Regions from separate parts of the Sus scrofa genome. Here region 1 is linked to region 2. The links are chromatin contacts, called in public Hi-C maps. All regions are on one chromosome and are shown on one strand. Each heading gives the region's core, a stretch centred on a gene start, on an enhancer-like site or on the middle of the called end of the contact. The rest is flanking DNA. Distances are from core to core; before and after follow the strand shown.

The links. A called contact is a pair of places that touch in the nucleus more often than the background predicts.
Region 1: a contact with region 2 is called in a Hi-C map of embryonic fibroblasts, with 2.4 times the contacts expected there. The contact joins two enhancer-like sites. A contact is called at or near these places in 2 of 47 Hi-C or Micro-C datasets (embryonic fibroblasts and fibroblasts) and 1 of 2 datasets of contacts at active chromatin or transcription factors (skeletal muscle).

What each region holds. Positions count from the first base shown.
Region 1 is chr2:128,733,999-128,739,376 of Sscrofa11.1, forward strand. All of the region lies in intron 9 of LOC102158243 (a long non-coding RNA gene), which reads right to left. Among named protein-coding and RNA genes, the nearest start is that of ZNF608, 580 kb to the left of the region's middle. Within about 2 kb of position 2,088, at least 7 of the 83 cell types and tissues checked have an H3K27ac peak or open chromatin away from gene starts, as enhancers often do. A contact at or near this core is called in embryonic fibroblasts, where this site is marked.
Region 2 is chr2:128,061,631-128,067,261 of Sscrofa11.1, forward strand. The region is part of intron 3 of ZNF608 (zinc finger protein 608); the gene reads right to left. Among named protein-coding and RNA genes, the nearest start is that of ZNF608, 92 kb to the right of the region's middle. Within about 2 kb of position 4,096, at least 39 of the 83 cell types and tissues checked have an H3K27ac peak or open chromatin away from gene starts, as enhancers often do. A contact at or near this core is called in embryonic fibroblasts, where this site is marked.

The DNA of each region.
Region 1 (5,378 bases), core at 838-3,337, 670 kb after region 2:
ACCTTCAAAGTGTTTAGAGGTTAAGTAATGGAAAAGGAACACATCAATCAAGGCCCTGTGACCTTTATTGTAAAAACTTTTAAAGCAGCTGGACATCCTCTGAGATCCAGGTCAAGGGAAGTGTATTCTGTCTGCTCAGGAACGTGGTACAGCATGGTTCCCGACTGGATTATGTTGGTGAGTTGACAATAATAGAAAAGTCTCAACTCAGGCATAGCTAGACTATATATAAGAATATTTGAATTTCTTGAGCCCATGCAGCATAATAATGGAAAAACTTGAATTCTTTCAGGTATCTAGGTGACCATTTGTTACAACAAACATGAACATTTATTTGATAGAAAAGAATTAGTCAGACCAAGTCTATTTTTGACTAAAGAGCCAAAATCTCAGCAGAGACCAGAAATACTTTTCCCTCCTCATTATGTTGAGAAGGTCACAGTGAGCGGCTCTATACATATTTCAGCTTTAAGCTGACTTTATCAATACTCTACACATTTGGCCTGAAATAAATGGTTCCCTCTTCTGAATGGGGTATTGCTAGACACTGGGTTATAAAGTGGAGAGCTGAAAAGTAAAATCACGACAGCCAGTTGTCTGCCTGGCAGGGTCAGACATGGACAAAGAAACAGTGAATAATGAAATATCTATTTTTCTAGGAAGCACTGAATGAAAGGCATGGTGGATGGGAAGAGTGATGAAAGGAGGCATTGCTACTACTTAGTTTGTTCTAGCATCTAAATTTTAACATGAACCAAGTCTCAGGATTCAGGACTACCTAAGAAGCACACATTGAAAAAAAATTCAGTGTACTTTCTAACTAAAACAAATGTGATTCAAAAATAATTCCGTTTTCTCTGTGGACTTTCACACATAACATATAGAATGGGTAAGAGAAATACTCAGGAGTGTGTCTGCTTCTTATTTAGAAAACTGTTTAGCGCAGCAAAAGAATGGAATAAATCCTATATTTGCCACTATAGCAAAAGTGATAATAATAGTTCTTAGATGGGCTTTTTGTACTTAAAGCTTATGGTTCCAGTTGTCATGAATGATAACCTGAATCAATATCCAGAGAAGAGAAAGTTTCAGATGGGGGAGGCGCCTATATGTTTATTTTCACAGAAATATATATCGATGTGCCCATTGCTTTCATACTTTCACCTAAATGGAATTCAATATGTAAAACAGAACACCTAAATAAATAGCACATCGGGAAGAAAACGGTAGCTCGAATCCTGATCACTGAAGGAGAGAGTATATGAAATAAACTGGAAAGAATACAAGTATCAACTATTTTAGATCTAAAATGTATGACTCATGTGGTTTACTTAAGGATAGCACAAGCATGTGTGGCTTCAAAGGATGTGTATTGAGGAAAGTGTACCTATTTCATATTAACTCTACAACATTTGCAGTAACAAGGAAACTACAGATTTCCTTTTTTAATATTCAATATGGAAACAAAGAGCCTCATCTTTATCTAATAAAGCCCATATAATTTGACCATTGAGTCTCCCTTATCTTTAATTATGGATGCAAAAAGGCAGTCAGAATTATGCACCCCAGGCATCCTAGAATTTTAGTTTTGGAACAACAATAATGTTCATGCTGCCTCATCTTATCATGTCACAGGTAAGGCTCACAGAGATGAAAATGAGCATCCGAAGTCACTGAACTAGTTAGGGACAAATCCGGGGCTAGAACCTGGGGCACTTTCCATTATCCTAGGCTTGATCTCAGGTCAGCACTATCTAAGGCAGTGCCAGTATAGTTTTGCAGCTCTATCAAAGGAGCTAGATAAACTTACAATGCTTGTTCTGCTTCACACCAAGGAGATCATCTGAGGTCATCATATTTTTGTCTCCAGAGCCTTGCAGATCAGCACATTACTGAAATGCCATTAAACTACAAGGGATGGGGAAACTTTTAAAATGAATCATTGACTGTTTAGGGGGGAAAAAAAAACAAGAGAGAAGACAAAGCTCTTTGAGTCAGCTGGAACTTTCATCAGCTCCTGAGCAGACTCTTCAAAGGCAAGTCATTGCCCAATGAAAGCACCATATTGTTTAATCTCTAAATTGTGCTTCCTCTGAGGGATACAGAATGCCAAATCACCTAACCCAAACATGGAGCTGCTTGGCAATGCAGGCATTGAAAAGAGAGAGCTGGGAATGAGATCACCAAGTAAATCTACTTCCCTATAACTGGATGTACCATATTTCAAGCTCTTTGGGTTGCCTGAGAAAGGCACTGAATTTTTGTCAGCCCCCTTTAATTAGTCTTGCCTTGAGTCTATGGTGGGGTAGGTGAACTTTCAAGCCTTAAACAGTAGAATTACTCACCGGGTGGCTTTTCCCAAACACCCCCAGCCCCAATTAAAGAGCTGTATTTGGTTTGGGTTTCCTCAAATGGCGCTCTTGTTAACACTCATCAAACACAGGAAAAATAAAACAGCAATTTAACTGTGCTCGCAGTGTGAAAGGCTTGTGCAAATAATCAGCACATTTCTAACTGGTTAGTAATAGGCAGAGTGCAAAAAACAAATGACCAGATTTATACCACTGGGCAGGCCTGAAAGTAACATTACAGCCGAAATATATTCATTTACAATTTAAAGCAAGCCTTTCAGTGAATAATTGTTTACATAATAGTGAAGAGCGCTTGTGCCACACAACTGGGATCCATTTACAATGTGTTAACCAAATAATGCATGTTTACAAAAGATTTTGGGCCTGTTTTTGGAGAAAAGAATCATGGTACCCATGCCAACAAAAACAGAGCAGTATGTACAGTTAGTAAATCTTTTCTTAGCTGCGAAATTAGTGTCAAGTTGCTTGAGCCCATAAACGACGTCAGCGTAAGTCACTCTCATTAAATGGATGTGTGAAGGTCGTCTTCTCAAACAGCAGGTTGTTCTATTCTTTTTCTTATTTTTTTAATCAGCCAAATAATGAGCTGGGGGTAGAGTTGCTTAACCAGGCCAAGGGAAGAAGAAAGTAGAATCATCTTAAAACGGCCATCCTGGATTTAATAGCCTACAACAAAACCCTAAGCAGGTCAACTTCATGGTTCAGTAGTTCCTAAAAGCTTGTCTGCTTCTCCCAAGCTTATCGGTGACGGCTGGTGTATAAGAGCTTCCAATGAGGACAGATTTACAGCACCGAAGGGCTTTGTGGTGACAAAGGCGGATCGGGGTCCTTGAGAGCTTTCTGTATTTTTTAGATCCCAGAAGATGATGGGGTTCTGTGATAGTAATCTCTTACACTTTACCATTGACATAAACAGGTCACAGAGCCTGCAAAAGCTTATGCAGGCATCAGGAGCCATCTCTCTCTGTCTTTCTCTCTCCCCCCCCCCACCTTTTTTTTTTTCTGGGTCAGAGTCAGATTTTATCGAGGCAAGCTATCTAACTGAACACAAACCATGTGATAAAACCCAAACAGTGTGCATTAAAAATGAAGCAGAATGGGGCCGGGTTTGTCTCAGGCTAGTGCTGTTACAAGGATAAGTTTCATATGTCACCTGAATGCAAAATTACTATGGTTTTTCATGCATTGATAAAAGTCTCTCTTTTCTTTCCTCCTTTTTCCTCTTTAAAGGAGGAAAGACAAAAAGTCGAGAATAAAAAAAAAAAAAAAAAGACTCCACAATCTAGTTTCATGCTAGATGTATCTGTTGTGAAACCATATGTCGACTAAATAGGAAAAGTCAGGTGAGTTAAAGTCTCGTGGCAGCCTGATTTAAACCATGGCTACACAAACCAGAGCCCTGTCCAGATCTCAGGAAAGTGAATTATATATAATAACACTTACAGTTTCCTAGTACTATTAGATTTGCCTTCTTACATAAATGCTTAAGTTATGATAAAAAACAGGGCCATGTCAGTTCCTTTCAGTCTCAGCACATTTGCTATTAGCATAAGAAATGCTGCTTATGGCAGAGCTAGTCGGGCTTGAAATTTCTGAATTAATGGATTTGATTTCCTCTTGAGACAAACCATCAGCCTTGCAGTAATGGAAATAGATATAGTTGGTAAAACAAATAAAAAGCTGGCATGCAGATAAAATGGGTTTCAGTTTAAAATAGTAATGTTGTAATTGAAGTGAACAATTACAGGGTTGCTCCTAGGCACAAAAGAAATACCATGAAAATGAAGTAATGTTTTTAAGTATAGTCATTTCACGAAAATGTAGAGCTGCAGATGTCATTGTCTGCCAAAGGGAAAACTATACTTATTCTTCTATACAAAGATCATTTAATAACATTTGGCTAATTTTAATAATAATTGCTAATATTAACCCTATATTTCACAGGGAGTGGGAGTCGGAAGACAAAGGCTCCCCGCCCCCGCCGCATTCTTTCCCTTCAGTTGGTACAGCGCCAGCAGGATCAAGTTCCTGTAAAAAGCTATTGGCAATGAACTATCAGAAATCCCCACCCTGGCAGCAGGCTTCTCCTTTCCAATGTCTTATTTCTCTTTCTTTGTCAAGCATCTTTTATCAGAAATGGAGCCCGTTAGCTGACAATTGGAGAGCGGGAGGGGCTGAAAATAAAGGAGAGGGATCTGGAATGTGCACATTTGATCCCCTTCCTTTTTTTTTTTTTGGTCTGTTTCAACTTGTTTGCGAACCACATAAAATTCAGAACAGAAACTTCCATTTTTAGAACTTGAAATCTTTTCATGTTCATATACACACAAACTGAGGCAGCCAAGGCCACAGGATGTCACAGGAAACATAAGTGTCTCATTGAATGTGAAAAGGCAGTGACACAAATACACTTTAACAAAATGCTCAGCTGGGTCCCAGCCCAACCGCTTGGCCCTCCTTCCCGCTCCTCAGTTTTACTGCATCGCAGGAAGAGACACGCACTCTGTTTCCTCCTCGGGTTTTAGTAATTAAAACAATACTGTAGCCCTGTGAAGTTCTATTTGGAAATACACTGTGCTTTGTTCCCTGTGATGCTGACTGCTGCACACAGCCCCTTTGGCTCATTTAGCATCTCTTTATCCAAGGGAAGCCCTTTTTCCGGGTTTGTTGCTTTTTTTCTTTCTTTTTTTTTTTCTTTTCTCATATCACCATATTGAAGACACTGAGGAATGAGAAAATGAAAGCCCCCCCACCCCCCAACAAAGGGTTGAGCTGTGAGTTAAGAGAAAAGGTTAAATCGACTGGCTGTGTGTCTTGCATGAAGCAGGGAGAAAGGCTGCTTCCCTTTTCACTCAGCCAGTTAGAATAATTCATGTCCTGACACAGCCTACCTGTGACAGTCACAGGTGACCTCCCAGCCTGCTAAGCTCGGCTGATTTCCCCTTCCCATTGCCCAGTACAACTCCTGCCAGAAGACAAATGCACTGCAAGCCAGAGACGTATTTG
Region 2 (5,631 bases), core at 2,846-5,345:
GTTAGCACTTGGTGGGAATAAAATCCTTAAAAAAAAAAAAGCCATTTTCAACTTCTCATTTTCCTAGTATCCCTTCATATTAACAAAAACAAACAAAAAAAACCAACTCCACTCCCAGGAAGATTTTGAATAGTTTCTCTGATTAAATACGTGTGCTTGGTCTATTTTTCTGTATATGCATAATCCATATCACAATGTCACCGAATGTTATCTGCCTAGAAGTCACATGAATATACGCATGCGCATGTTTACATGGCCAGGCCAAATCTGCTGTGTTGGAATGACGGTTTAAGGAATGCTTCTCATATAAACTACAAAGTGTATTGTTTCTCCATTAGGAAGTCTATGTTGAGACAACATCCTATTGTGTGGGCCAAGTACAAAGTAAGCAGTTAGCTCTATAAGATATAATCGGCTGATTTTGCAGCAGCCTCAACATCATGAACACTTTCTGATGCATGGCGATATAAAGCACACCATACTTTTTTAAAGGCATTAATGCCCAACACTAAAGTTAGTCCTTTAAAAGTCTAAATTTGAAGTTCGTAAGTCTAGGCATAGTTATTTTTCTTGCTTATCACATATAAACTAAAAATAAATTACGTTTATTCCAAAAAGATTTACCTATTTCGGAGTTCCCGTAGTGGCTCAGTGGTTAACGAAACCGACTAGGAACCATGAGGTTGTGGGTTCGATCCCTGGCCTTGCTCAGTGGGTTAGGGATCCAGCGTTGCCGTGAGCTGTGGTGTAGGTTGCAGATGTGGCTCAGATCCTGCGTTGCTGTGGCTCTAGTGTAGGCCAGCGGCTACAGCTCCGATTCAACCCCTAGTCTGGGAACCTCCATATGCCATGGGAGCGGCCCAAGAAATGGCAAAAAAAAAAAAAAGATTTACCTATTTTTTTACTTTTATTTACTTTTTCTTCACATTAATTCTTTCAAACATCTGGCCAATGAGCAAAGTACTGGGGACATTCTATAACAAGTTCTTTTCGTCTTTATCTTCTCAAGTGTCCTATCAGATTTATTATCTTCCCTTTCCACCTACAGACTGGGCATAGTCTTTCTCAAAATGCTAATCATGCCTGCCCTGTAACATTCCATACTTGAAAAATATCTGAAGATTAATACCAATAAGTAAGAATACATCCGAAGAGAGCAGTGAATGATTTGTGTGCTCACTATACAGTTTTCTTCTTTGTATTAAAGCTATGTCTTAGAAACTGATACATAATCTAAGTTGCCACCCCACAAAGCATAATACCTTCAGGACACTTAATCCACTTCAGAGCTTGCTAACTCTTATTTCCTCTTGTCCATACTTAGCAGTTAGGTGTTCCCAAAGAGGTGGTCAGGCCTGTTAAGCATTTACTATGCATCTACAGGGTATACAACTCGAGGAACCTATTTGGGGCTACAGAATCCACGTTTTGCCTGTAACTCCACCCAAACTCTATACTTTTTAAGAGTTTGCAAACTTGTAATAGAAGACAGGCATACCCTGTATTCCAGAAGTGGAAGTACAGTTTGCCCATATTACCCATACCAGGCGTAGGTCCTTTCATTCATCTCATGAAACTAGACCCAGAGGCTTTCACAGTACCTTCCCTGCCCATCACCCCTGCTCAGAGAGGCTTAGGCGACTAGGCTCCTACACCAGTAAACCTAATTCTGGTCCCATCTGACTCTTCCAATGAGGGGCAACTGAAGCAGAGGTAACTAAACATAGACTTGCTTTAGGAATCTGAGCTAGTTAAGAGAGAAAGGAAAGTTAATAATAAGAGTAGAAACCCGTAGGTCACAAGGGACTAAAGGCTGAGAGGACTACCATGGGTACAAAGATCTAAGAGCTATTAAACAGAGACAAGGCATTGCTGCAAGGTCCACACACCCTTCTGCTTCCTCCGATGGGGCTATGGGGGGCTCTCACCAGTACCCAGGACTGCCCTTGTTATTTCCCAGTCATCTGCTTAAAAGGTTGTTCCAGGTTCTGAACGAAAATCTGGCTGAATACCTAGGTCCTGGCTGTGCCTTCTGATACCCTGCAGATAGTTCGTGTAACAGCCTTTCACCCAACCAAGGACAACAACCATGTCACCTCCAGGTGCCCTCCTTTGTACCCTCCAGCATAAACAAGTTTCTACCAGCACTCTTTTTATTTTTTTTCTTTGCTTGAAGTACAGTTTATTTACAATGTTGTGTTAATTTCGGCCATACAGCAAAGTGATTCTTGAGATCACACTTTTAATTCTCCTGGAAAATAAACAAACCAAAAAACCCTTCAAGACAGCCTCATCCAACTCCCCAAGGCAAGTTAAAGACCCCTCATGAATGGGGATCAAACAAAGCTCAAGTCTCACGTTACGTCGTCCATGACTCCTTTCCAGATACACGCAGCATGCACACCACCAAAAAATGGCCACTCCCTCCCGGGTCCCCCCTGTTCTCCACACATCTTCTCCCCAAGGGCTGTGCCCCAGAGTTCTTGGTCTCCCTCTGAGTCCACAGCTAGACGTTTTCTCCGCTTCCCTCCCTGTCACACATGGCCGTGTCCCTCGGTTCTGGGAAAGGCCAGTGAACCGACAGGTGCATATTCTTCTAATCTCTTCCTCTTTCTGGCTGGTTGGGATGGAGACGTCTGTGACCTAAAGCCCACAAGAAGATGGCAGAGTCGCCTTCACCTGGGACCCCATAACGAGGAGAACCCCATCTACCAGAAGACCGAATTCAGTCTATTAGGGGAGCAGCAAATACTTACTGTTTGGCCACTGCTGAGACTGTCTTAAAAGCACATGGTCCCTTTAACACCTTACTCCACTCACACACACACAAGAGGCTGGTCTCTTCCATCGAGACGACACTGCTTGAAAACAGGAGCAGCGTCTGCACCCACAGCACCTGTGAGCACAGTGCCCAGCACCCATGGGAGTTCACTCAACACCCTGGAGCTACTAGATGGTGCCAGAAGAGAATCAAAACTTGCATCCTCCTCAGTGCCTTCTATTCACTATTACCCTACTTTTTCAGTAAGCATCATCTCCCACTAGCTTACAGACGATAGAAATTCTCCACGGAGAGATTTCGCTCCAAAGATGTTATAAATATGGTTTATGAATTACTGTTTCTGGTATTTGTGAAGATGTTTCCTCAAGAACTGGGCACATGCCTGATTTCCCAGTGGATCAGCATAACTCTGTTTATACTACGGTTTAAAGACTTCTTTCAGAGTCTTTAAAGTGCCTCATCCCTGGGACAGAAGTCTTTGCCAAGCATTGCAAATGCCGAGTTTGGAATCAGACAGAGGGTTTTTTTCTCTTTTGCACTTTTATTCAGACTGCCACATCTGGACGGACTTGGTGAGCGCTCATGCGGAAAACAGAAACCTCCCTCTAATAACACCGAGATGGAACCCATTTATGCCACGATGCCTTTTGTCGTTTTCTTTTTTTCTTAAGTTTACACGTTTCTTGCCTTTGATATATTTTTTTCTCACAGAAATATTAGGGACAATAAAAATGCCACCATATGCCGTTTCATGAGTACAGGATGAAGTTCATATATTTAGGAGATCGTATTACTCTGTATTTTTTATACAACATGACTATTGTACCAGGTATGATTTATCACCATTCCTCTGTTCTGAACTCCCTCCTATATTCTCTTGCTGTGGTTTGGTTGTTTCCAGTGCTGGTACTTTTAAAAAAGCAGAGTCGTGTATAAGAACACTTGTTCATTTTTCTGACTTCTAACCTTGAGACAGGTCTTTGTTCAAAGGACAAAACCGAGTTTGCTATTAGTCCTGGGGGGGGAGGGGGATTTTAAATTCACACCTGGGTTGCCAATGAAGTTCCTGACAGCCAAAAAGCAGAAGGACTTTCTTATTACCTCTGCTGAGGCTACCCGGAGCACCAAGACCAGAAAAGTAAGTGTTGTCACATGACCAGAAAATGCAGTGGGTTTTTTGTTTCTTTTTGCTTTCTTTCTTTCTTTTTCTTTTTCTTTTTTTTTAAAGGCGCTCTACTGCTGGGCTGGATGTTTGAAGAGTCACTTTAACCACATCCTGTAATCAAACCATCTGGAACACAGGGCTGCGATTAGTCACCCTGAACACTGGGCTTTATCTGAACAAATAGTGTAGGCAGTGGAGTTGGGAGATAGGGCGGCACTAACAAGGGGAGTGTAATGAAACACTCTCGGCCCTAGTGTGCCGCCACCCCAGTCATAAACCCCAGAGACACACCGCACTGGTGTTAATGCACTGCTTTAGGGAAGCACAGGGAGCTTACAGATTAAAGGACTGAAGGGCTAAAAATTGCTGGTTTGGATAGATGTTCTCTGTCGGCGGCTGGAAACTGTTGGCACCACTCTATCTACGTTAATTATAATCTCTCTGATGACAGTTCAGCATTCCTGGTAGGATCTGGTGTTCTTTTCAGGACTTTTAGGAACAGGGTTCGTTTATGGGAGGATAGTTTGCTGGGGGATAATCTGGACACTGAGACATGACTCTCCGGTTCATCTCAAGCCTGTCCATAGATGACAAAAAAAAGGTCTTAACCCAAATAAATAAATATGCTAAACCAATACGCAAAAGCAATGGGAGAATGCTGTTCTAATCTACAGGGCAAAAGACGGTACTCTTTCTTACTTGACTGTGCTTATCTCTTTCAAAAGAACATCTCCAAAATACAATCTATGGAAATCTTTTTTTTTTAAAAAAGGCCTGAAAGGATTTTCCCTCCTAAATATACTGAATAAGCCCCAAAAGGAGGCGGGGGGGAGTGGTTAAAAACCTGGCTAAAGAAAGCTTGTTTCCCCATGGGCCTTATGGTTTAATACACAAAAGAACACAGAGCTACTTCCATCACTGTCACCTCCCCCTCAGCCTTTGTTCTGAGGCCTGATGAGCTGTATTGATTTGGGAAAATCATTGAGCTTCTTGGAAAACTAGACTCTCGCTTATTCACTGCCATCTATTTCTTTCCCGTGAAGACAGGTGGTCGATATCCAGTTGACTGGGCAGCGCAAAGAAGCTCTCGCTGCTTTTCTTTTCTCGCTTCCCTAGTAACATTATCCTGCCCCGCTTCTAGAAAATACAATGGCCTGTGAAGACGTCTTGTGGGGAAAAAGAGGGAACAGGAATAAGGCTTGTATAAGGCACCTCCAGGAACACAGACATGCTGTCCCACACACGGGCAGGGGAGCCTGCACCACACACGTGGATGGGGACAGTACTGTCACTGACCAAGGATCTGACACAAGGCTCAGCATCCATGAAGTGTGACAGCCCAAGATACAACTTAAAAAATAAAAATAAAAAAAGGTCATTAGAACTCAAATAACACTAACGAAAAAGGGGCTTTACTTCTTTTAAATAATCAGTACTGATATTTTAGCAAGGTTCATAGTTCACGGGTATCATTATAGACATTTTGGGGTACCAATAGTATAATGGAAAAAAAATCACATGGAGATGTTTAGGAAGTAATTTTAAACATGATCATAAAACAAATTGCTTTTAAGTTAGGCTAGGTTTTTTTTGGGGGGTTGGGGGGAATATATATATTTATATAAATATATTTCAATAAAATACAGCAGCCCATTCACACCACAGCATGTAGCCATATTGCTTA